Regions from separate parts of the Mus musculus genome. Here regions 2, 3, 4, 5, 6 and 7 are each linked to region 1. Evidence: chromatin contacts called from public Hi-C, HiChIP or PLAC-seq and promoter capture Hi-C data. All regions are on one chromosome and are shown on one strand. Each heading gives the region's core, a stretch centred on a gene start, on an enhancer-like site or on the middle of the called end of the contact. The rest is flanking DNA. Distances are from core to core; before and after follow the strand shown.

Region 1 (3,051 bases), core at 202-2,701:
TTCAATTCCCAGCAGTCCTCCAGCCTCCACTTCCTGAGGGATGGGATTATAGGCGTATGCCACCACGCCTGGCTTCCTCCCCATTTTGATACTTTTCTTTGCCAGACTGTAAAAAACAAAAACAAGTGGAGGATACCTCAGAGTATCTGTTTAAACCAAGACCACAGGCAGAACGTATCCCGGCCCATAATGACAAAAAGCCTCATAACAGGCACAAACACCAAGCATGGGGTAATGGGGTAGGGAATATCCCATGGTACCTCCTCCCCCCTCCCAGCCATTCTTAGCTCTAATGTTTGATATGACCTCAAACCTCTCTACAAGCTATTCATCTGCACACCGGCACCCAACTCCACCTGTCAATAAATAGTGGAACAAAAGCTAAGGTTTCAAAAAAAAAAAAAAAAAAAACAAAAAAAAAAAAAAAAAGCTAAGGTTTCCTGCATCTTCACTGCCGTGAATGGCCCATCACCCACAGAACTGCCCTCCTCAAGCCCTTCTAACTTTACCTGGAGGCTTATTCGCCTCCAGGGTATCTCATTTACATCCTCCCATGCAGCATACTTTCCCCAAACCCTTCTCTCATATGACCAACTCTCAAGGCAAAGGCAAGCCTGAGAACCCCCTCCACTCCCTCTACTTAAGTCCTAAAGACCAATCCACACCCTACCCCACACCCGAGGCATTACTCTGACATTCCAAATTCTTCACATGTGACACATTCCATTCCCTATACTGTCTACCCACGACCCCTAAGCTTACACAATGTTACTCATGAGTCCCCTCCCCCTAAAATTTGTCCCTTTTGTCTCCATGCTATCTCTTGAAGGTTCTGCCCTAGGGCACGCTAGCCCCACCCCCTCCCAAAAAAAAAACCCATATCCTGCCTAGGAAAACCTCAACCTACCAATGCTGCTGCTGCTGCTGCTCTGACTCCCTCCCCTAAACATTCCTGCCCTAAAAACCTCGTCCTTTTTTCAAATCCCATCTCTTCCAAGACCTCTCTTCAGGCACACCTATCAGCTAAGATCGCAAATCTACTTTTCTCGCGTAAAACTTGGGTCTTGCTTCTACATGAGCCATACTCTGGAGAGCACTAGCTTCCAAGAGCCCTTTTTAAATCTATGCTCCAAATGCCCACACTAACGAAGAACCCTAATTGAAACGCCTCACCCTCTCCCAAAAGCCATGATCCTTTCCAAGACAGCACCGACTCAAGCCCCCATATCCCCAGCCATCCATCACCTGTCAAGACCTCTAGTAGAAACACCCAACCCATGACCGTGACCAACCCTTGGATCTTGCTCCAGATGCGCGTCACCTCTGCCGACTTGATCACCCCTCCCCGACCCCTGCCCTAGCCGTTGGTGCCGCCTGCGGCACAAATTTCTGACCTCCCGGGCTTTGGTGCCCAGCTCTGCTGTTTACATCAGGTCTTACTTCCGGAGGAGGGAGTCTGTGAACGGAAGTGACTCATTCTGGGCAGAGACTCCAGCCAGGGCTCTTCTCACCCACTTGGCGGACCTGTGGAGCATCCCGAGCAGTAGTAGAGTCCTCCGAGGGAAGTTCCGGAAAAAGAATGAGGGCGGATTAGGGGACTGGAGGCACAAAAGACTGCCCAAAGGCAGGACTGTCTAAGGGAACCCGGGAAAGGGCTTGCCCCCACCCCCAAACGGAAGCGGGCCAAGCATTGAACTCGTTAACTCACGGAGAGATAGAGGGGCAAACCTCCCAGGCTAACGAGTTCTCCGAGTTGGGCTAGAGTGGCTATCAATGTTTGTTTACCTTGTGGCTCTGGGTGCTCCTGGCTGGAATAAAAGATCTTGAAAGTTGAGATCAGCTTGAGTAGGGGAAAGATAAGAGTGGAATTTTACTTTCTTTTCCCCACCCTATTCCTAGCTCTTTACAAAAAGATCCTTTGTTACCGTAAAATGTGAGTGCTCCGGGCGTGATTGCTCACACACCTGTAGTGCTAGTAGTTGGCGAGGGACAGTCGAGGTTGTCTTGGGCTACATGAGGTCCTGTCTTTTTTAACAAAAGCTACAAACAGAGAATGCTTACATGGAAACACAAAAGGCCCCAAATTGCACACTGGAAATATTAGAGTGTTGAGATAAGTGCAATATGCACGACAGTTGTGAGAAATAATAAACGAGTTAGTACTGGCTGTTGAAACAGGATCGGAGGGTTTGTGCCATCCTGAGTTACAAAAAAAAGTCAATAAAAGGGAAAGAAGAATGGGGAACTACCTTGCATTTACCATAATCAGAGCCATAATAGTTAACACTCTGCTTCTGTCTTTACTTATTTTAATTTTTATGTTTTTTTTTATTTTTTTCGAGACAGGGTTTCTCTGTATAGCCCTGGCTGTCCTGGAACTCACTCTGTAGACCAGGCTGGCCTCAAACTCAGAAATCCACCTGCCTCAGCCTCCCAAGTGCTGGGATTAAAGGTGTGCGCCACCACAGCCTGGCCTAAAGACCTTTAGTCTTAATCACCCCTTCCTTTCTATAGTCCCTCCTCTATACTGACCTCCATACTTAATCCTTCTGTTGTAGTTTCCCCTGTTATCCCTTTATATGATTCTATTCTATATCCCATATCCTTAGAAGATTCCCTCCTCCCGGCTACTGTACCATTCTTTAGCTGTGCATCCACAGGCAAGTTGCTGAATCCCACTGAGCCCTGGCTTCCTTACCTATCAAATGTGTTAAACAATAATCACAGCCAACACTCCCTTTCTTTGACTGTTTCCATTTCTCTGTGTGTGTGTATACATGTGGTGCATGTGTGTGTATGTATCATTTTGCATGTGTGTGTAGGCACACATGCATGAGTATGTATACATGTGGGGGCCCAGTGTTGACATTGGGAACCATTCTCAGTCACCCTTGTATTTTGTTCATTGAGGTGAAGGCTTTATTAATGAAAGGAGAAGTATCAGCTCAGGACCCAAGACCAAGTTCTCAGCAAAAAAGATTTATTTATCCCAGAGGGGCAGAGGGCAGGGAATAAGAGACAAAGACAAGAGATAGAGGAGGGAGGAGCAGG
Region 2 (3,051 bases), core at 279-2,778, 420 kb before region 1:
CTCTGCCACTGAGCTGAACCCTATAGAAGGACTGAGGACCTTAAACTAAAAGCAAAAGTATACAGCTAACGTAATAAGCTGCAGAAGAGTATCTTTGGGACCTGGGCAGGGAGGATTTCTTTAAAAGTACAGACACGCTGGTTGTGGTGATGATCCCAGCACTGAAGAGGCTGAGGCAAAAGTTTTATGAGTTCCAGGGTGACCTGAGCATACAGTGAGGGACAGACCACAGGGTGAGAAATATTAGAACAACAAAAAGTATTCAACTAAAGATAACTACTTACAAATTTAATAAAAATCCATGAAAATCACTGAGAAATGTGGGAATAAGCTTACCAGGAATTACAGATGAATGGCATCCAAAGGGTAGCAAATCGATTTGTGGTGGGGTTGGTGGAGGAGTGGGAGGCAGGCCTTTACAATGTTGAACAAATTTATTCTAGGAGTCAACAATGTAGAGTTCCTGGAGGCAAACAAGTTATTAGGCACTGAAGGCTGGGAAAGATCACATCGTCAGGCAGTGGACTTAGACACTACTTGCTATGGATTTCATTATGTACTGCAAAAGTTCATCCTTTCGATCAAGACCCAGTATCCCGAATAGAGAGTAAAATTCGTTTAGTGGATTGAGATTTGCATCCTTTGAAGCTAGGCTACCTGGCTTGCTGAACGCATTATCAGGCGTAAAGAGACTGTCAGATAAGGATGCAAACTTAAGTCAGAGGATGACACCAAGGGAAGGAGTCCGCTAACACACAGCTATATGTTAGGAGGAGGGGCTAAGCATTCGGAAATGTAAGGTTTGACAGGAAGAACTCTGAAGGCCTCGGGGCCTTAAGGGATATGCAGTTAAAGGTCTAAAAAGAAAAGATTGGTTTCTGAGGACGGCAGTTCGCTGGCACCGACCTACTGTCAGTTAGGACTTCCTATGGAAAGGGAGAGATGACGTCAAAAACACTGAAAATGACGTCAGGGAGGAAAAGGCTCTATGGATCCAACCGTTTGAGATGGAAAGGGGGCCAGTCTCTCGGGCAGAAAGGAGATGCTTATAGGAGAACGCACTGAACTCATAAAGCTCCTCTCGATTCCCGGAAGCGGCGAGGCAAATTGCTGCCTCCGCCTTCCTCGTCCTCTTCCCAACCCCCCCCCCCCGCTGGCCTCAACCAATGAGCACGCACGCCAGGGCGCGCTGGGGGACGTTGTGTGACGTCTCGGCTACGCACGCTTTATCAGGCGTCTTCCCGCGCCGCAGTCTCTCTGTTCTCCCGGTTCCTTCGAGCTCGTCGTCTCTGCCGTCCTCTGACTTTTAATTTCCAGGTAAGCGCCTTCGCCTTGCTCAGCGCTCGTTCCCCACCTCACTTCCTTGCCCTCTATGGGCGAGGGACGAGGGCAGGAAGAGTTGTGGCCGCTGATATGTGGGCTTGAGCTTTGAGGAGGGTTAGTCCCAGGCTCGAAGGCAAAAATGTATTCATTGTGAGGCGGGCGTGCTGCATCGGAACGGGAGAAATGCCGGAAGGCACGGGCTCGGGCGGCGGCGGGGACCACGCGCCAACCTGTACCGGCTGTCCCTTCCCACGTGACCGCCGCCATCTTGTTCTGCGGGGAAAGAGGAAATGCAATGCTGCTGTAGGCCTGCGCGACCGTACAAAATGACGGGCGTGGCAGCCTGGGATGTTGTGGGCATGCGCGATAGGAGTCATCAAATGGCGGATGGGCTCACCCAGCCTTGCTGGTTCCCGCCTTTTCTGCTCCCGAGCCTCTTGCCATTTGAATTGTCTCTTTTAACCCATTTTCTGTCTTCGCTGTAATTCTCTGTATCCGGATATTGTACACCTCACTACCTGCCACATTGACTCCCCAATAATTCGTGCACTCCCTTTAGGACTTGCCTTCTGCCATGTCGTCTGAAGAAGGGAAACTCTTCGTAGGAGGGCTCAACTTCAACACCGATGAACAGGCACTTGAAGACCACTTCAGCAGCTTTGGGCCTATCTCTGAGGGTGAGCCATGGACCAGCCCCGGGGTTGAGGGTTGGTGGAGAAGAGCTAGTCTAGAACTAAAACCTGAAATTCTCTTTAACTTCCATGTCTGTACGGTAACGGTTAGGCTGAAATAAATTCAGTTGGATACAGGATTTTTTTTTTTTTAAACAGGAGCGGGGGGGTTGGCGGGGTCCTAATTCTCCCAAGTGCTATTTGATCTGTGGCTGTGCCTGGCTATTACTTTCTACTTAGATGTTAGGGTTCTAACATTTGTCTTTCTGCCCCTCCCCCAGTGGTTGTTGTCAAGGACCGGGAGACTCAAAGATCCCGGGGTTTTGGCTTCATCACCTTCACAAACCCAGAGCATGCCTCAGATGCGATGAGAGCTATGAATGGAGAGGTGAGGCCTCCTGCCTGCACAGGGGCCGTCTCCCTGTCTGCCACTTTCTTCGTTCTTTCTGTTTTCCCTCTATGTCTGCCAGGGGCAGCGTGGCCACTCACAGGAGCATGACTGCCTTCTGTTCTAGGGGGTGGAGGGCAGCGGCAGACAGAGCCGGGCTGCCTGGGAGGCGACGACTGGTCCTGCATGAGGCGGAGAAGCCACCTGTGGATGGTTGACCTGCTCTGGGCTTAGGTAGTAGAGTCTGCAGAGCTGTGGGCCTGGCAGAGGACCGGAGAGGACCTCGTGAGTCTGCTGGGATGGACTCTGAAGCCTCAGACCGAGAGAGGTGTCTAGCCCTAATAGTCGGGCAGCTTAGAGGAGTGGGGAGGATACGTCAGCCTGAGTTCAGTCAAGATGTAAGTAGTAGCAGGGGAGACCGGTGGATTCAGGTCTTTTTGTGGGATTCCATAGCTCCTGGTGAAGCCATTCTGGTCAGCGGAGCTTGGCTTGGACGAGGCACCCAGAATTTGGTGCCCAGCAGGAATTTCTGGGCTCTTGCCTACACCTACCTGCCTGTGCCCATTCTTCCCTCATCCCTACTGTGACTGACAATTCCTTGTGTCTGTCTCCTTCCCATACCTAGTCCCTGGATGGGCGCCAAATCCGAGTTGATCATGCAGGAAAGTC
Region 3 (3,051 bases), core at 248-2,747, 400 kb after region 1:
GATTGAAAGAATGCAGGAGCTGGAGGATGCACAGGAGTGCTGTAAAAGACTGTCCTTTGTCCACAAGGTCACTGACTCCTGAACAAGACCAAGCCACCAACATTCCTACAGAGATGGGAGAGGTGATATCCAGACTCTATTTCTTACTGAGATTCCATTGGTAGTTGATAGCTTCCCACCTGGGGAGAGAGAATTGCTCTTCTTTGAGGGTGTGACCTCTGGTAGGTTTTTCCTGGTCTGTCGAATGGTCCCACACTCTTGCAAATATGGGCAGCACTAACTGGATTTATTGGGTTACTAACACAAGAAATTTGAAATTATGAGGGGAGGTGTTGGGGGAAATATGGATTTCTTGGGGAGAATTGGAGGGAGCAAATGGAAGCGTATAAGATTATAGTTTATTGTATACTTGTATAAACTTCTCAAAGAAAAAAAAAGTCTACGGGTGTGGCACAGGTCTACAATCCCAGCGCTTGGGAGGCAGAAGCAGCTGAGTATCTGTGATCCCAAGGCCAGTTTAGTTTACATGGTGAGTTTCAGGCATCCAAGGCTAAATAGTGAGTCCCTGTTGCAAGAAAAAAAAATACTATTTACTACAGTGGATTTTGAATTTGAATACTTGGCTTCTAGGTAGATTACTTGTGTTGATGATGTGGATTCCAATCTTAGTTCTTGCAATAAATTAATAGCTGCACTCCATTTGTATAACCTGTTCATTCCTCACAAGGATAGGATAGTTCTTCTAATTATTCGGAATGGCTTTGGAGACAGAGAGACCTCAGTTGGAATCTGAGCTTTATTTTGTGTTTTGTTTGTCTGTTTTTGAGACAGCATCCTGCCTTCAAACTTACAATATAGCCTAGGATGACCTCGCATCGATTCTCCTGCCTTCAACCTCAAAGAATCGGGATTAGAAGTATATGTCACCTTGAGTTTTCGCTTGACAATGATTAAATTGGCAATAATACCTATAAGTAACTGCAGTATAGATTTCCCTGTGTTGGATTAAATTGGCCCCTGCAAGCACTACTGTATTTGATCACTATTCTTATTGCTACTACAGTGTGAGATTGGAAAAGCTATGTAACCTTTCTGAGCCTCTGTATTTTTATGAGGGAAAACGGATAATGACACACTCTTCATGAGTTCTTGTGAGCATTAAATGAAACGAATAAAGTATATTAGCCAGAACAATGCCTGGCATAAGGGAGGCTTAAATTTGTGGTCTGATGTCCGCTGTGGGCAAGATACTCAGGATAAACAGTTTGTTCTAAAGACAAAAGCAAAACCAAGGTAGGCAATCTGCAAACAATGAAACCGAAGGGAGCATTGCTTTTTTTTTCCCCCAAATGCAACTGACACGCCCCGCATTTGGGTTGGATCCGCCCAGTCCTCATTAAATATGGCTGCAAGCCCGACTACCCTATTGCGGTTGCGCATGCCGAAGCTCCTCCCAGCTGCTGCTTCTCGGTGGCGCTTTCCCCCCTGGCCGGCCCGAGGTGCCTGGAGCGGGCCCTCCGTGGCGCGCATGCGCAGACGCCGTCTTGGCAGAGCTAATACTCCAAGGCGCCTGTCACATGAGCCTCGCTCCCGCTCCGCTCCCCCTCCTCCCGGCTGGGCTGTGTGAATGAAGCTCTGCCGGCTACGTGGGGCGCTAGCTCTACTCGCCGTGTGGAACGCCAGAGCCGACTGAGCGCGCTGCCCACCGCCGGTGGACACGGGCTCCGCCGCGCCGGACCTCGGTGACAGGTAAAGGCAAATGGGCTTCCCTTCCCCAACAGGTCCTTCCCGGCTCACCGGCCGCCGGCCCACCCGAGGAGCCCCCCGGTACGGCGAGCAGGGAAGAACGCTCGCCTGCCACCGCGGTCCCCGGAGCTGGCGTTCCCTCTGCCCGGCCGCCACTGAAGGAGGTGGTGGACAGCCTGGTTCCTGCCAGAGCGGGGCGGCATCTCCTCGGCAGCCCAGCCCTGTTCTGGGGAGCAGGGTCCCCAGGCTGCCGATCGAAGTTTCCTTGCCAAGCGGCGCCAAGCCCACCCAGCTTTGAAAGCGGGGAGCTTGGCTGCCCGCGTCGCTTCTCCAGAGGACAGGGCTGGGGCGGCGTTCGCTGGGAAAGCGCAGCCGAGGCCAGGTTCGGCTTGCTCCTGCTTTGGACCCGCCACAGGTTTCTAGGGCTTCTTAGCGAAGTGCAGTCCAGACGGTCTGGGCGAAGAAGTTGGTGTGCGTTTTCGCCCTTTGCCGCCCAATGCGCTTAAGCTGCTGCTTCCAGAGGTTGGAGCCCCGCGCTCCAGCTCCTTTCCAAGTAATGGAAAGAAAGCTTTAGCTTTAGCTTAACTTTGACGTGCTTTTTACCTTTATGAACGTTTCAGAACAAATCAGTTGACTGAAGTTGGACGGGTGGCCCTGTGATAACGTCAGTGGAAGCTGCGCCGAGTAAATGAGGGGAAAGCCAGAAGGTGAAGCATTAAAAACCAGTGAGACTCCCCTTTACACATACTTCATAAATGTATTAGTAATTTCCCGGGTTGAATTTCAGAGCTGTTAAATTTCCCCTTGTTCCACGACGTGCTGATCAGTAAGTACTTCTTAACAGTAAAATAGGAGGGGGATGGGGAGTCGACTTAAACTGAGCCATGTTCCAGGTAAACTCATTGGAGCACTTTTCCCTGGTGAATTCATCCTTAGAGTTTAAGCTCTCTTTTTCTTGGATTTCAGGAGCCTCTCCTCATCCAAAGCCCAGTCTTTGTTGGAGTTTTGAGGACTGGCGCACACACGAACCCTTTTTGTTCTTTAAAGAAAAAGAGGTCATTAAAGAGGGCCAACACTATTCTCCAACTAGTATTAGCCTTAAGCGTTTGGGCTTTAGCTTTCCCACTTCAGAGTTGCACACGTTGGTTATGTAAAAATCAATGGAAGTAGGAATTCACCTCAGGACAAAAAGGTGAGGGCCTTTCTGGAAAAAAATACAAATTAGCTTTTATGCCCAATGAGGGAAATAAATTATTAAAAAACTTGTTTAAATGTACTGGGTGCTTAATATATGAAACTTCCAAA
Region 4 (3,051 bases), core at 212-2,711, 370 kb before region 1:
CAACTAAGCCTTCAAAGGTTCCCTACTTTCATAAAGTCCCAACATAATAAAAAAATCAATCAAGATGTTGTTTTAGTATTTATTTATTTATACTGTCAAGTCCTTCCTTCCCGAATGAGATTGAAAAGAAAGTAATTAGGGCCAGGCATGGTGATACAGGCCTTTAATCCCAGCACTCAGAAGGCAGAGGCAGATGGATCTCTGTGAGTTCAAGGCCAGCCTGGTCTATAGAGTGAGTTTTAGGACAGCCAGGGCTCTACACAGGGAAAACGTGTCTCAAAACAAACAAACAAACAAACAAACAAACAAAAGCAAAGCAAAGCAAAGCAAAACAAAACAAAAACCAAATAAAACAAAAACAAAAAACAAAAAAGGGGTGGGGGTCTGAGTTTAGGCTAGAGAGATTGTTGAGTGGTTAAGAGCACTGACTGCTCTTCCAGAGGACATAGGTTCAAATCCCAGAACACACATGGCAGCTCAGGACTGTCTGTAACTCTGACACCCTCACACAGACATACATGTAGGCAAAACACCAAGGCGCATAAAATAAAAATAAATTTTACAAAAGAAAGTAATTGGGGTCTGGAGAGATGGCTCAGTGATTAAGAGCACTGACTGTTCTTCCAGAGGTCCTGAGTTCAAATCCCAGAAACCACATGGTGGCTCACAGCATCTGTAATGAAGATCCAATGCCCTCTCCTGGTGTGTCTGAAGACAGCGACAGTGTACCCGCATACATGAAATAAATAAATGAAAAAGAAAGTAATTAGGGAGCTACAGGGGGCAAGAGTAAAAGATGGGGAAGTGAGTCATGGCCTTCTATATCATTGGCAACGTCCAAAGCTAGAGATTAGTTCATATGCCTTTTTTTTTTTTTTTTTTTTTTTTTTTTTGGTTTTTCGAGACAGGGTTTCTCTGTATAGCCCTGGCTGTCCTGGAACTCACTTTGTAGACCAGGCTGGCCTCGAACTCAGAAATCTGCCTGTCTCTGCCTCCTGAGTGCTGGGGTCAAAGGTGTGCGCCACCACGCCCGGCTCAATATGCCTTTAAAAGGAAAAGCTGTAATGCAATGGCCCTTTAGCACCTGGAGCCTTAGATTCAACCCCAGGCCAAGTCGGTGCTTTTGGAAGACGGAAGGAGGCTACACAGACTTGTGACTACTCTCTGCGTAGCTACCCTGAAGGAGAAGCTCTGCAGATGGCGTAGCTCTCCCTCAGTGTCCGACTAGAGCAAGGCTGATCTAAGCCTGTCAGAAGGAAATGGCCCCGCACAAAAAGGGAGAGGACGTTGGGAAGAAAGAAGAAAGGAAGATGCCCTGAGCTCATTACAAACTTGGATCTAGCCACGCAAATGGAGGAGGGCCCATGCCTGTCCTAGAGAGGAGAACAGGCCCTCTGGGGGGCCCTGGAGGACTTATTTCCCTTGTGGTTTATTGTACTTCCTGTTCCCCTGCTCACTGCGGAAGTTCCTCTTCTTACCCTGCACCCAGAGCTTAGCTGGAGAGGACTAAGGCAGAAGGCAGCATGAATAGTGGCCCTGGCCCTGTAGGAGGCAGGCCTGGGGGCCGAGGGGGACCAGCCGTTCAGCAGAACATTCCTTCCAACCTCCTCCAGGACCATGAAAACCAGAGACTCTTTGAGCTTCTTGGCCGAAAATGCTGGGTGAGTTGGGAGATCTCCTGGTCCTCCCAGTCTCCCTCCCTCTCCTCTTCTTCCTCTCTACTTCTTCTTCCCCGTTCTGCTTCCTCCTCTTACCCATATTTCCCTTCTCCTTGTTCCCATCATCCCTGTATCCCCCTTCTCCCCATCTCCTCTCCTCAGATTCACTCACTCCCCATTATCTTGATGTCTACTCCCCTTCCTCCTGGCTACAGCTCTTTCCCCAAGCTCATGAAAGCCACAGGCAGGCAAGGACCAGGCCTGGTGACCCATGAGCACACTGCACTGACCCCTGCTCTCCCCTCCTAGACACTGGCTACCACAGTTGTTCAGCTCTACCTGGCACTGCCCCCTGGAGCTGAGCACTGGACCATGGAACACTGCGGGGCTGTGTGCTTCGTGAAGGATAACCCTCAGAAGTCCTACTTCATCCGCCTTTATGGCCTACAGGTGACCCCATGCCCCACTGGACAGGAAAGCTAGTTCCCAACTTACAAAACCAGTTTTTGTCCACAGCTCCAAGCCTTCACTCATATCAGTGACCCCCTGAGCTCCAGAACCAAAGACCAATACAGATCCCAAGTTGTGTTTTTCTCATTCTGAGTCTAAGAAGACGGACCTCAGAAGGTTTATATCAAGACTTAGATCTGCTCCACAAATACCTGAGCCTCAGCCTCAAATATGTTCTAAATCATGTTGAATACTCTTAGAACTGGAATCTTAAATTCACAACGTGGAGCCTTCAACTCCTACATATAGGCTTTGGCTCCCAAACCCATATCTCTCATATCGGTGTCTGACTCTCAGACACCTAGAACCCAAACTCTGATAGTGAGCTGAAGCTGAAGAGCTTTAAATAAAACCCCGGGACACCAAACCTGGACACCATGCTCCAGTGGTCTGCCACCCAAGATGCCTGGATTTCAGCATGCACCTCCCCCCACTTTCCAGGCTGGTCGGCTACTCTGGGAACAGGAGCTGTACTCTCAGCTGGTTTATCTCACTCCCACCCCGTTCTTCCACACTTTTGCTGGAGATGTAAGTGAGCAGCTTGTGCATCCTTGCGCTGCAGTTGGGGGGGATGGGGAGGAGATGAGAAAGTCCCGGGGATGTGGGGGGCGTACTAGAAGTTTGCTGACCCCAAGGCATGTATAGGACTGTCAAGTAGGACTGAACTTTGCGGATGAGAGTGAAGCCCAGGCCTTCCGGGCCTTGGTGCAGGAGAAGATACAAAAAAGGAATCAGAGGCAAAGCGGAGGTAAGGAGGCCTTGGTGGGAATTGGGGGGAGGTAGGTTAGACAGAGGTGAGTGCACGGGTGTGAGGCTGGAAAAGCCCCTCTCATGGTTTTGGCTCTCAGTCCACCCTATTTAACCACAGAAAGACGCCAGCTAC
Region 5 (3,051 bases), core at 171-2,670, 300 kb before region 1:
TGCCCCCCCCCCGCCCCCCTGTGCTGGCAATTGAACCTGGAGCCAGGCAAACATGCTACTGCTAACGCTAAATGTCCCTAGCATTTTTTTTTTCCAGAGCTGAGGACCAAACCCAGGGCCTTGCACTTGCTAGGCAAGTGCTCTACAACTGAGCTAAATCCCCAACCCCTGCAATTTTTTAAAATTTTATTTTCAGAGATGATCTTAATGATTTGCCCAGGTTGTCTTGAATTTTTTTAAAACATTATTTTATGGGCAGACATATTTTGCTAGCATGTATGTCTTTGTACCACTTGGATGTACGCTGCCTGAGGAGGCCAGAAGAGGGAGTTGGATTCCTAGGGACTAGAGTTATAGCCCTCACCATGTTGGGGCTGAGGATTGAACTGTGGTCCTCTGGAAGCATAGCCAGAGCTCCTAAGCTTTAAGCCAGTACCCTGGCCTCAAATTTTTGCTCCTTTTGCTCCAGCCTTTTGAGTAGCTAGGATTATAGGCCTTGGAAATAATTTTTAAAGGAAAACCATATGTTTAATAACACCCAGGGCACCCAGGTATGTACCCAGAGGCAAAAATCTCAGACTCACCTAACCCTGGTCCTGATAGGTAACCCATAGATAGAAAGCTTGTGAAAGCGAAGCAAATAGTGGTGGGGTGGGGAGGGGACCAAGCGTGGATAGGAATTGTGAGGCTTCAAATACAGCGAGACCCCCTTTCAAAAAAAAAAAAATCTTAGCTCAGGACTAGAGAGATGGTTTAGCAGTTAAAAGCATCTGCTGCTCTTCTGGAGTACCTAGGTTTGATTCCCAATCTGCATGTGGTAGCTAGCGTACAACCAGTTGTCTGTAAGGCCAGTTCCAGGATATCCAATGCCATCTTCTATCCTCTGCAATCGGAAAGCATGAATGTAGTGCAGAGACATGAAAGCAGGCAAAACACCCATAGCCATTTAAAAGAATCCTCACTCAGCTGCAGACCCACAAGCAACTCTTTCAGACACTCCATCCTAGTCACACACTACAAGGTGGATCGGAGCTCTCTCATAGGGCACTGCTAGTCTCAACACTCTCGATGGGTGCTTTCCTGGTTTTCTGTGTTCTTATGGATGATTGCTTAGCAGGACGTGACACATCTGGCAGTTGACAGAGAAGGACCATTAGGGACCAATCTCAACAACTTATCAAGACCCTCAGCTCCTCAAAAGAGGAAGCACTTATATTTGTACTTTTATTCTCAAGGCTGGCAGTGTTTGGCTTGGTTTTGCACTGCTAGAAGTAGAACCCAGGGTTTCTTCAGCACTGTTGTACCACTAAGCTGTACCCCGAGTTTCAGTTAGTCTTCCTGCTTTTCACCTCCTGCCTCTGTCCACACCCAATGTCCTCAGCTAGCACCTCCCATTCCTGCCCCTTGATCTCCAGGCACAGAGCCAGCCTCAGCCCCAACCTACCTGCCTTCCAGTCTACCAGGAAAGATGTGTGATCCAACATCTGAAAGTCAGGTAAGTGTGGGGTCGTGGAGGCTTTGGGGCATGAGTATTGACCAGGCTGGGGGTACCCAACCTGGGTCTGCTGACTTGCTTTCCTTCTCAGGGACACCCTTGTGGCTTTAGCTTCCTTGGGCTTTTCTTAAAGATAACCAGAGGGCAGCAGAAGCCCTGCTTGGGCTTGTGGAGGGCTCGGGTTTAAGGGTTGGCCGCTCTCTCTGGGTGCTTCACTGGGGAGACAGTTCAGCTTCAGACACGTAGAGACACCCAAAGGTGGTTCCTGGAGAATGCCCATGAGGCACTCAGGACAGAGCTGTGTCAGAAGGGCCCCCGAGAAACAATGACCTTGAAGCTGGTCAAAAGACTCAGAGGCCCTGAAAGGCTGGAGGGAACCTTTAAGAGGACTCTGGAGCAGACCAAAGGAGGGAGGCCGTGCTGTCCAGGGCACTGACTACTCAGAGAAATGGATGAGCTTATTTTCTAGACCCTCAGCACTGGGGGTGCCCCAAAAGCAGTACTTCGGGGGAACCATGCAGATAGAAATGCAGATTGCAAAAGTAAAAATAAAAAATAAAAAATCCTAGCTGGGTGTGGTGGTGCACTCCTTTAATCCCAGCATTCAGGAGGCAGAGGCAGGCAGATTTCTGAGTTCGAGGCCAGCCTGGTGAGTTCCAGGACAGCCAGGGCTATACAGAGAAACGCTGTCTCGAAAAAAATAAAAAACAAATCAAATAAATAAATAATAATAAAATAAAATAGAAAATCCTGAAAGTCAGTGACCGGAACTGGGAAATGAACAGCTTTGCTTAAACCATTAAAATAAATAAGAGGGGAGAGATGAGCACAGAGATGGAAAGAGAAAGCAAATGTGCAATAAAAATCGGCTATGTTCAGGGCTGCTGCTTCAATCAGATTCAGAAAATACTAGTAATTTCTCTTTACACCATAGACACGAGGAGAAAAGCATAAAGTAGTTATATCAGGAACTAAACAGGGCGCTCATACAGATTCAACAAACATTTTCAACAGGACTATTTTTAATTCATGTGTATGTTAGTGCAGCTGCCTATAGTGGCCAGAAGAGGGCACCAAATCCCGTGGAGTCGGGGGTTACAAGCCTTTGTAAGCTGCCTAGCATGAGTACTAGGAATCAAATTCTGGTCCTTTGGGAAAGCTGTGAACACGGAGCCCCAAATAGGATTGGAAAACCTAAAACAAAATATACAGCTTTCTCTTCCAGGGGCCTGAATGCCCCTTAGTTACTTCTTTGGTTAGTTGGTTGGTTTAGGGTTTGGGAAACTGACTGTTTCCCAAGTAGATATCTGAATGGCTCGCATGCACAGACATTTTTCCTTTAAAACAATTAATTTTGTGCCAGGAGGTGGTGGCACAGGCCTTTAATTCCAGCACTAGGAAGGCAGAGGTAGGTGGATCTCTGAGTTTGAGGTCAGCCTGGTCTCCAAAGTCAGTGTGAACAGCCAGGACTGCACAGAGAAGTCCTGTCTCAAAAAAACCAGACAAACAAAACCCCCATTTTTTATGCTATGTGTATGAGTATCTTGCCTGCAATG
Region 6 (3,051 bases), core at 328-2,827, 300 kb after region 1:
CAAACAAACAAACAAACAAAAAACAGTTTTCTAGGATTGGTTTTTAAAAAATTACTTGATATTTAGGCACCAAGAAGTAAAATCTGTATCTTTGATTTTCTTAGGTTAATTTTATGTGGGTGTTTTTAATGTTTTTTATAAATTAAGTTTGTTCTGTAATAATGTCATATATGTTTATATATATGGATTCTGACTGCTCTAATCCTTACTTTCTTGTCTCTCTCTCACCCCTGTCCTCCCTTTCCTACACTCATGGCTTCTTGTTTTGTGACATACTCAGTTTAAAAAGGGTTGCTTATGTGACTGTAACTGTGGAGTTATGCACTGGACCTGGCTGGCTTCCCTAGTGGGTACATATCTGAAGATAATGATATCCGGTCTTCCAGAGTCTACCAATAGCCAATAGTTCCCCAGGGTCCTGTAAGTACTGACAAGGTAGGTAAGGGGAGGTGCTGCTTCAAGTAGGGTAGCCTTGGGAGCCTTGTCCTCTTTGAGTCTCAATTTTGTCACCTTTAAAATGCTACCAATTACTACCCCACAGGGTTTCCACACGTTGGCACTGTGCGGTGGTGTAAAGAGGTGCCCTGTCCCCAAAGGCACTGTGAACATTGCCTGTATCCAAATCTGAACTTTCTCAAAACTATAGCTTAAGGACCTGAATATACCAGAGATGGGGACCAGTCCCACTTGCTGCCCATTAACAGGCTTGCCTTACACCTCACCACGCTTTCTTGCTGCTGCAGAGAGTCCGCTCTCTTCTTCCACATTTCATTGTCACCTCAGGCTGCAATATATCAGGTGACACACTTGCTGTTCTCAGGTGAGGACAGTCACGTCCTACTCCAGATCTGTAAATGAGGTCCACAGGCCAGTGTGGCCTCAGCTCACATCTGCTATCAAGATACTGTCCTAATTAGAAAAAGCAAGCTGTAGAACAGTGTGTACAATATATTTGTGTGCATTGTAAGATAAACATATGAAGTATGCTTATGTATTTGTAAACAAATTATGAAGGAATATGTGAGGAGTTACGCTTTTGACTAGTTCTAATGGGAAGAAAGGAGACTTTTTACTCATTATTATAATTTGAAAGTTGTTACCAGGAATACAGTTTCTTTCATAATAAAAAACCTTTAAGTAAAAACATAGATAACATATAGAAACATATAGTCATGTGTTGTATGATGATGTTTGATCAACAGACCACATATATGATGGTGATCCTGTAAGACTGTGATGAGGATGAAATAAATTCTTATTGCCAAAAGATGGCAGAGCAATTGCCAAATAAGTAACACTACAGTACTCATATGTGTGTGGTGACGCTGGTGTAAATGCAGATGCAGTACTAAAAATAGGTAACAGCCAAACTCCACAGGTATCTGCAGCTCTTGGTTTGCTCATCTGTGAAATCATAGCTAATCCATAGGGCCACAATCCATAGGACCACTGTGCTCATTGAATGACTCACGCTCAGGAAATGCTTCTGCTTAGCAAAATAATGGTATAGAAGAGGCAGAAGGCAGGCTGGTTTGATGTGATAATCTCTTTCGCCACCTTGTGGTTGGTGACGCACAAGTCAGCCGTGCCGCGACACGTGTTAATAAGCAGAGACTCGAGCTTCCTCCAAGTTTGGACCTTAGTGGGCCGGATGATTTGGAACTTGGAGAACTGAGAAATAAAAACGTAAGTAGGTAGCTTATGGCTCTTTCATTTTAGGTCCTTATTGTCTAGACGCTTTACTTACATTCCCTACGCGTGCGTGCGTGCGCGCGTGCACGAGCACACGGGGAAACTCCCCCCTCCCCCCTGCCCCCGGTACTTAAAGAAGGTAAAATGTGCGTGTGTGTGCGTGTGTGCGCGCGTGTGTGTGTGCGTGCGCGCGCGCGCGTGTAAGGTGTTCGTGCTGGTGACTACAGAGGTTACAAGAGGGGCATTGGATCGATCCCCCCCCCCCGAACGTGAGTTATGGACCACCACGTGGGTCTTAGGAATTGAACCCAGACCCTCTGTGAGAATTAAGTGCTCTCAACTATTTATGCATCTTCCCACCTCCAAGTGTTAGTTTCCACAAGTAGATGTTGTGGATGTTCTAGAGACATAGTTCGGAACTCAACCACAGCAGTGTCCATGCGGACAAGAAGAGGGAACATACATGTTTCTACTACTTAGTCTCTAAATCAGATTTCTAGCCAGCTACAAGTTTCTTTGAGCTCCCTAATAGGTCGAGGGGGAGGGGCGTGCACACACACATACCCATGCCATCTATCATCTATATCATCTGTCGTCTACCTTGTTACCTAAGGAAGGAAAACCAGTGTCCCTGCGCAGAAATGTATGTGAGCTAAACACTCAAACACATAAGATAAATAAATCTTAGTTGATTCTAATCCTTACTGTCCCTTGGTCATGGTCTATCACATCCATGGGGCATGGCTTCTGCCAGGCAGTTCTTGTTTTCCTCATGAGCCAAAGTTGTATGGAAGAGCATCCAATCAGTAGAACCTACTAGGGCATAGTCCTTCCCCTAGGCTAAGCTTGGGTTTCCATCCGAGGGAGGCAGGACTCTGAATGGAAGGATTTCTGAAAAAATTACAAGGACTGTTGAGAAATGCTTGGGTAAGGCAGGGAACCATGAGTACTTCAGATCTTGTCTTCCTTTCCCAGATCCAGCTCTCCCAACAACAGTAGGCTTGAGAGATGTATGGCCCAGGCACACCTGGGAATCTAGAGCTGCCTAATTTTTGGTTAGGTTACATTTAAGCTATTTTCTGGGTAGGTAATGTGTTAACAAATGGGAGGGTTGTTTTTGGACTAGGGTCTCCACTGGAGTATGGATCATGCTGTCTAATTTACCATTGTATTACGTAGCTCAGTGCCTCATGAACAAACTAAGTTGGTCATTGCCTTGAACGTGTATATTTTTATTGACATTTCAGGCCCCTAATCTCAAGAGAAGCCTAAGGAGTGTTGTTTTGGTGTCTTGTTAACTAAGGGAAATCTAGAGGCAGCCCCAGTCTTATAATCTACAGTTTCCCATAGGGCTTCTGA
Region 7 (3,051 bases), core at 245-2,744, 280 kb after region 1:
CTCCCATTAGACTCTCATTATCCTCCATATTTAATTTCTGATACCATATGTGTATGGGTTTTGTCTTTTATGTTAGCATACAAAATAAAAGGCTCCATTTTGGCATTTCCATTACTGCTTTATTCTTTTTTTTTTAACTGCTTTATTCTTATTAGTACCCTTTCCTATAGGTGAGGATTTTCTGCAGACATCAATTCTCTCTCAGATAATGCTGTGGACCTGGAGAATCTCATGGGTTAAGGGCTCCACTCACATTAACTGCCCTTTACTTCAGATGCCAAGAGCACATCCAGGCCTCTGGTACTTCTGACTAGCCTACCATAAATCAGGAGTTCCCGTGACCCCTTTCTTAGGTTCAGTTATTTGCTGGAATTGGAGCAGATGTTTGCAGGGGATCTCTTGGTTCTCAAGCACTTGAGCAATGAATTCACCCAGGATCCATGGAAGGCTTGAGCAAATGCTTACTTAGCAAAGTGCTAGGCACAGAGCTAAGCAAGGCAAACCATCGAAAAGGAGAGCCGAGGGAGCTTCCCTAAGGCACGACTGACAAGGTGGGCTTTGAATTGTGCATTATTGTTATTTAATCATTTTTACAGCCCAGTCATTATGCCCTTCCTGGTCTGCCCTCCAATAGTTCCTCATCCCACTTCTCCTCCCCTGTCTTCAAGAGGATGCCCCTAGTCCCCCGCCCCACCTGTCCTCCCCCCTCCCTGGGGCCTCAAGTCTTTCCAGGGTTAGGTACATCTCTCACTGAGGCCAGACCAGGCAGTCCTCTGCTGTATATGTGTTGGGGGCCTCATATCAGCTACGGTATGCTGCATAGTTAGCTCAGTGTCGGAGAGATCTCCGGGGTCCGGGTTAATTGAGACTGCTGGTCTTCCTATGGGGTCACCCTCCTCCTTCCTCCTCAGCTTTTTCCAGCCTTTCCCTAATTTCACCACAGGGGTCCCGGGCTTTTGTCCATTGGTTGGGTGTAAATATCTGCTTCTGGCTCTTTCAGCTGCTTGTTGGGGCTCTCAGAGGGCAGTCATGCTAGCTCCTGTCTGTAAGCACACCATAACATCAGTAATTGTGTCTGATGTATTGTGGATTTAAAAGAAGATTTTATGAATATATCAGGGTCCTTCAGGGCCTGAGCAGAGAACTCGGCAGGCAAGCTAGCCCCCAGTTAGTCCCGCTGCCAGCAGGAGCATGGGAGAAAACCAAGCTCGGCTGCCTGGTGCCTGGATCTGAGACAGCCTGAAATAGTCACTCATTAATCAGCCCCTCTCTCCCACCTACTGCTCTGGTGACTCTTAGCACTGTAGTCCACCTTATAAGTACATCTGCAGATCACATATTAACTTAGAGGTCCCTTGCCTTTCCAAACCTTTAAGAACAAGAATGTAACGAGTAGAGGCTTTTCTCAGAAGCTCTTCTTACTTACTGTTGGGTCTGTTGCAATTAGATGAAAGACTTGGTGAAAGGTCACCGATCTCTCTGTTCAGGCAGCTGGAGCCTGTCAAAATAAGCTTTGTTGTTTTCCCAGAGCCCCGGCCTTTCTCTTATCTGTTCACAGGGCTACCTCATACCCAGCTGCAAGCCCTTTTATTTCCAGTAATCGTCCCTAGTGTTGCTGAACTTGCTATTTCAGCCCTAAGATGTATATTTAACTTACATATTCACTTTTACAGCAACAGAGTGGCTAACAGAATTCAGGGAAACACTGTTTTACATTTACTATGTATGTATGTATGTATGTATGTATGTATGTATCTGTCTATGAGATGGGTTTTTAGCTAGACTAACATAGAACAAAACCACAAAATCCAACTAAAATTACAGATGAAGGAAAGGGGATGTTACAACTGATAGCACAGAAATTCAAGGGATCATTAGGAGTTAGTTATGCTGAAAACCTATTTGCTAACAAGCTAGCTTGGAAGAAATGTCTGAACACGTATGATTTACCAAATTAACCATCAAATCATTAAAAACAAAGAATCAGAAATAAAAAGTCCCCCAACAAAGAAAAGTCCAGAACATAGTTTCACTGCAGCAGTTTAGCGAACTTTTAAAGACCATTCCTTTTTCTTAATGTAGTCCATAAAACCAAGAGGAAAGGAAGCCTTCCAAAGCTGTTCTGAGACCAGCACGAGTCTGTAGTCAAAACCAGATAAGAATAAAACAACAAACGAGAAAGTTATAGACCCCGCTGGAGACATGGCTCAATGGTTAAGAGCACTGACTGCTCTTCCAGAGGTCCTGAGTTCAATTCCCAGCAACCACATGGCAGCTCACAACCATCTGTAATGGGATCTGATGCCCTCTTCTGCTGTGTCTGAAGAGAGCAACAGTGTACTTACATATAATAATAGATAAATCTTTTAAAAAAGAAAGTTATAGACCAGTATCTCTGATAAACATAGACACCAAACTTCAACAAAATACCAGAGAATCAAATTTAATTAGGATCTCAAGAAAGATCAAGTTGGCTTCATTCTGGTGATGCAACATCGACATATCCAAATCAATAAATCTAATACATTAAGTCAACAGAATTCAGGATTAAAATTATATGATAATCTCAATAGATGCCGAAAAAACATTCAGTAAAATATGCCATTCTGTATGATAGCCCTGAAAAAATTAGGCACAGAAAAATTGAACCTCAAGTTAGTAAAATGGAAGTACAAGGAACTCAAAGTCAACCTTCTGCTGAATAGGGAAAATGCAAAGTATTTCTTCTAAGATCAAGAACATGACGAACGTGTCTGTTCTCACTGACTTCCTTCAACATACTACCAGACGTTTTAATAAGAGCAATTAAGCAAGAGAAAGAAACAGAAGGCATACAAACAAGAGGGGAGGAAATCAAATTATTCCTGCTTGCAGATGATGATTCTGCACATGGATTCAATCAAAAGACTATTAGAACTGGTAAGCAAACTCAGTTAGGTAGCAATATACAAAAATTAGTAGCCAATTTGCTTGGAAACAGATTATGTGAGCAATTCATTCACAATAGTTTTTTTTTTTTAATTTGGCATAAACTTAACCAAGGATGCAGAT

Evidence for each region. Promoter capture Hi-C pulls out the DNA fragments that hold promoters and counts their contacts. Hi-C and Micro-C count contacts between places; a contact is called where the count stands out from the background. HiChIP or PLAC-seq counts read pairs in DNA pulled down with a chosen protein or histone mark.
Region 2: a contact with region 1 is called in a promoter capture Hi-C map of pre-B cells. The contact joins the promoter of Rbm3os here to the promoter of Wdr45 in region 1. A contact is called at or near these places in 15 of 39 promoter capture datasets (the 3T3-L1 cell line, the C10 cell line, the HPC-7 cell line and 11 more), 3 of 484 Hi-C or Micro-C datasets (double positive thymocytes, embryonic stem cells and uterus), 4 of 115 datasets of contacts at active chromatin or transcription factors (effector CD8 T cells, embryonic stem cells and large pre-B cells) and 2 of 9 other capture datasets (liver and pancreatic islet).
Region 3: a contact with region 1 is called in a Hi-C map of embryonic stem cells, with 5 times the contacts expected there. The contact joins the promoter of Clcn5 here to the promoter of Wdr45 in region 1. A contact is called at or near these places in 14 of 39 promoter capture datasets (the 3T3-L1 cell line, 3T3-L1-derived adipocytes, the C10 cell line and 9 more), 4 of 484 Hi-C or Micro-C datasets (CD8 T cells, cardiomyocytes, cortical neurons and 1 more), 8 of 115 datasets of contacts at active chromatin or transcription factors (astrocytes, effector CD8 T cells, embryonic stem cells and 3 more) and 4 of 9 other capture datasets (adipose tissue, embryonic stem cells, liver and 1 more).
Region 4: an H3K4me3 HiChIP or PLAC-seq map of stem cell-derived neural progenitor cells shows a contact between it and region 1, with 70 times the contacts expected there. The contact joins the promoter of Was here to the promoter of Wdr45 in region 1. A contact is called at or near these places in 9 of 39 promoter capture datasets (the 3T3-L1 cell line, the HPC-7 cell line, cranial neural crest and 5 more), 6 of 484 Hi-C or Micro-C datasets (CD4 T cells, CD8 T cells, brain and 2 more), 10 of 115 datasets of contacts at active chromatin or transcription factors (astrocytes, cardiomyocytes, embryonic forebrain and 4 more) and 4 of 9 other capture datasets (adipose tissue, embryonic stem cells, liver and 1 more).
Region 5: a contact with region 1 is called in a promoter capture Hi-C map of pre-B cells, with 7 times the contacts expected there. The contact joins the promoter of Glod5 here to the promoter of Wdr45 in region 1. A contact is called at or near these places in 4 of 39 promoter capture datasets (embryonic stem cells, liver and pre-B cells), 5 of 484 Hi-C or Micro-C datasets (embryonic stem cells, erythroblasts and large pre-B cells), 3 of 115 datasets of contacts at active chromatin or transcription factors (embryonic stem cells, extraembryonic endoderm stem cells and stem cell-derived epiblast-like cells) and 3 of 9 other capture datasets (adipose tissue, liver and pancreatic islet).
Region 6: a contact with region 1 is called in a promoter capture Hi-C map of stem cell-derived epiblast-like cells, with 12 times the contacts expected there. The contact joins the promoter of 2010204K13Rik here to the promoter of Wdr45 in region 1. A contact is called at or near these places in 18 of 39 promoter capture datasets (the 3T3-L1 cell line, the C10 cell line, the HPC-7 cell line and 10 more), 3 of 15 datasets of contacts at CTCF or cohesin (embryonic stem cells, large pre-B cells and pro-B cells), 13 of 484 Hi-C or Micro-C datasets (CD4 T cells, cortical neurons, double positive thymocytes and 2 more), 29 of 115 datasets of contacts at active chromatin or transcription factors (the NIH/3T3 cell line, T-cell acute lymphoblastic leukemia, astrocytes and 14 more) and 3 of 9 other capture datasets (embryonic stem cells, liver and macrophages).
Region 7: an H3K27ac HiChIP or PLAC-seq map of extraembryonic endoderm stem cells shows a contact between it and region 1. The contact joins the enhancer-like site here to the promoter of Wdr45 in region 1. A contact is called at or near these places in 2 of 39 promoter capture datasets (the 3T3-L1 cell line and cranial neural crest), 1 of 484 Hi-C or Micro-C datasets (muscle stem cells) and 9 of 115 datasets of contacts at active chromatin or transcription factors (the SCID.adh cell line, embryonic stem cells, epiblast stem cells and 4 more).

Annotation. Positions count from the first base shown.
Region 1 is chrX:7,720,620-7,723,670 of GRCm38.p6, reverse strand. It overlaps Wdr45 (WD repeat domain 45), which reads right to left and starts at 1,451. Exons shown (of 11, transcript NM_001290792.1): 1 at 1,293-1,451.
Region 2 is chrX:8,143,904-8,146,954 of GRCm38.p6, reverse strand. Rbm3os (RNA binding motif protein 3, opposite strand) reads right to left here and starts at 1,528. Exons shown (of 3, transcript NR_033561.1): 1 at 1,224-1,528; 2 at 337-463. Rbm3 (RNA binding motif (RNP1, RRM) protein 3) reads left to right here and starts at 1,075. Exons shown (of 7, transcript NM_001166410.2): 1 at 1,075-1,317; 2 at 1,883-2,000; 3 at 2,276-2,382; 4 at 3,008-3,051. The coding sequence starts at 1,898.
Region 3 is chrX:7,317,804-7,320,854 of GRCm38.p6, reverse strand. It overlaps Clcn5 (chloride channel, voltage-sensitive 5), which reads left to right and starts at 1,497. Exons shown (of 14, transcript NM_001243762.1): 1 at 1,497-1,749.
Region 4 is chrX:8,088,901-8,091,951 of GRCm38.p6, reverse strand. Was (Wiskott-Aldrich syndrome) reads left to right here and starts at 1,461. Exons shown (of 12, transcript NM_009515.2): 1 at 1,461-1,661; 2 at 1,968-2,108; 3 at 2,610-2,696; 4 at 2,814-2,916; 5 at 3,037-3,051. The coding sequence starts at 1,524.
Region 5 is chrX:8,016,861-8,019,911 of GRCm38.p6, reverse strand. Glod5 (glyoxalase domain containing 5) reads left to right here and starts at 1,420. Exons shown (of 4, transcript NM_027227.2): 1 at 1,420-1,495. The coding sequence starts at 1,469. The region is part of intron 2 of Gm39488 (a long non-coding RNA gene); the gene reads right to left.
Region 6 is chrX:7,421,514-7,424,564 of GRCm38.p6, reverse strand. 2010204K13Rik (RIKEN cDNA 2010204K13 gene) reads left to right here and starts at 1,577. Exons shown (of 2, transcript NR_027924.1): 1 at 1,577-1,686.
Region 7 is chrX:7,442,509-7,445,559 of GRCm38.p6, reverse strand. No RefSeq gene overlaps it. Among named protein-coding and RNA genes, the nearest start is that of 2010204K13Rik, 21 kb to the right of the region's middle. Within about 2 kb of position 1,494, at least 25 of the 459 cell types and tissues checked have an H3K27ac peak or open chromatin away from gene starts, as enhancers often do. A contact at or near this core is called in the SCID.adh cell line and extraembryonic endoderm stem cells, where this site is marked.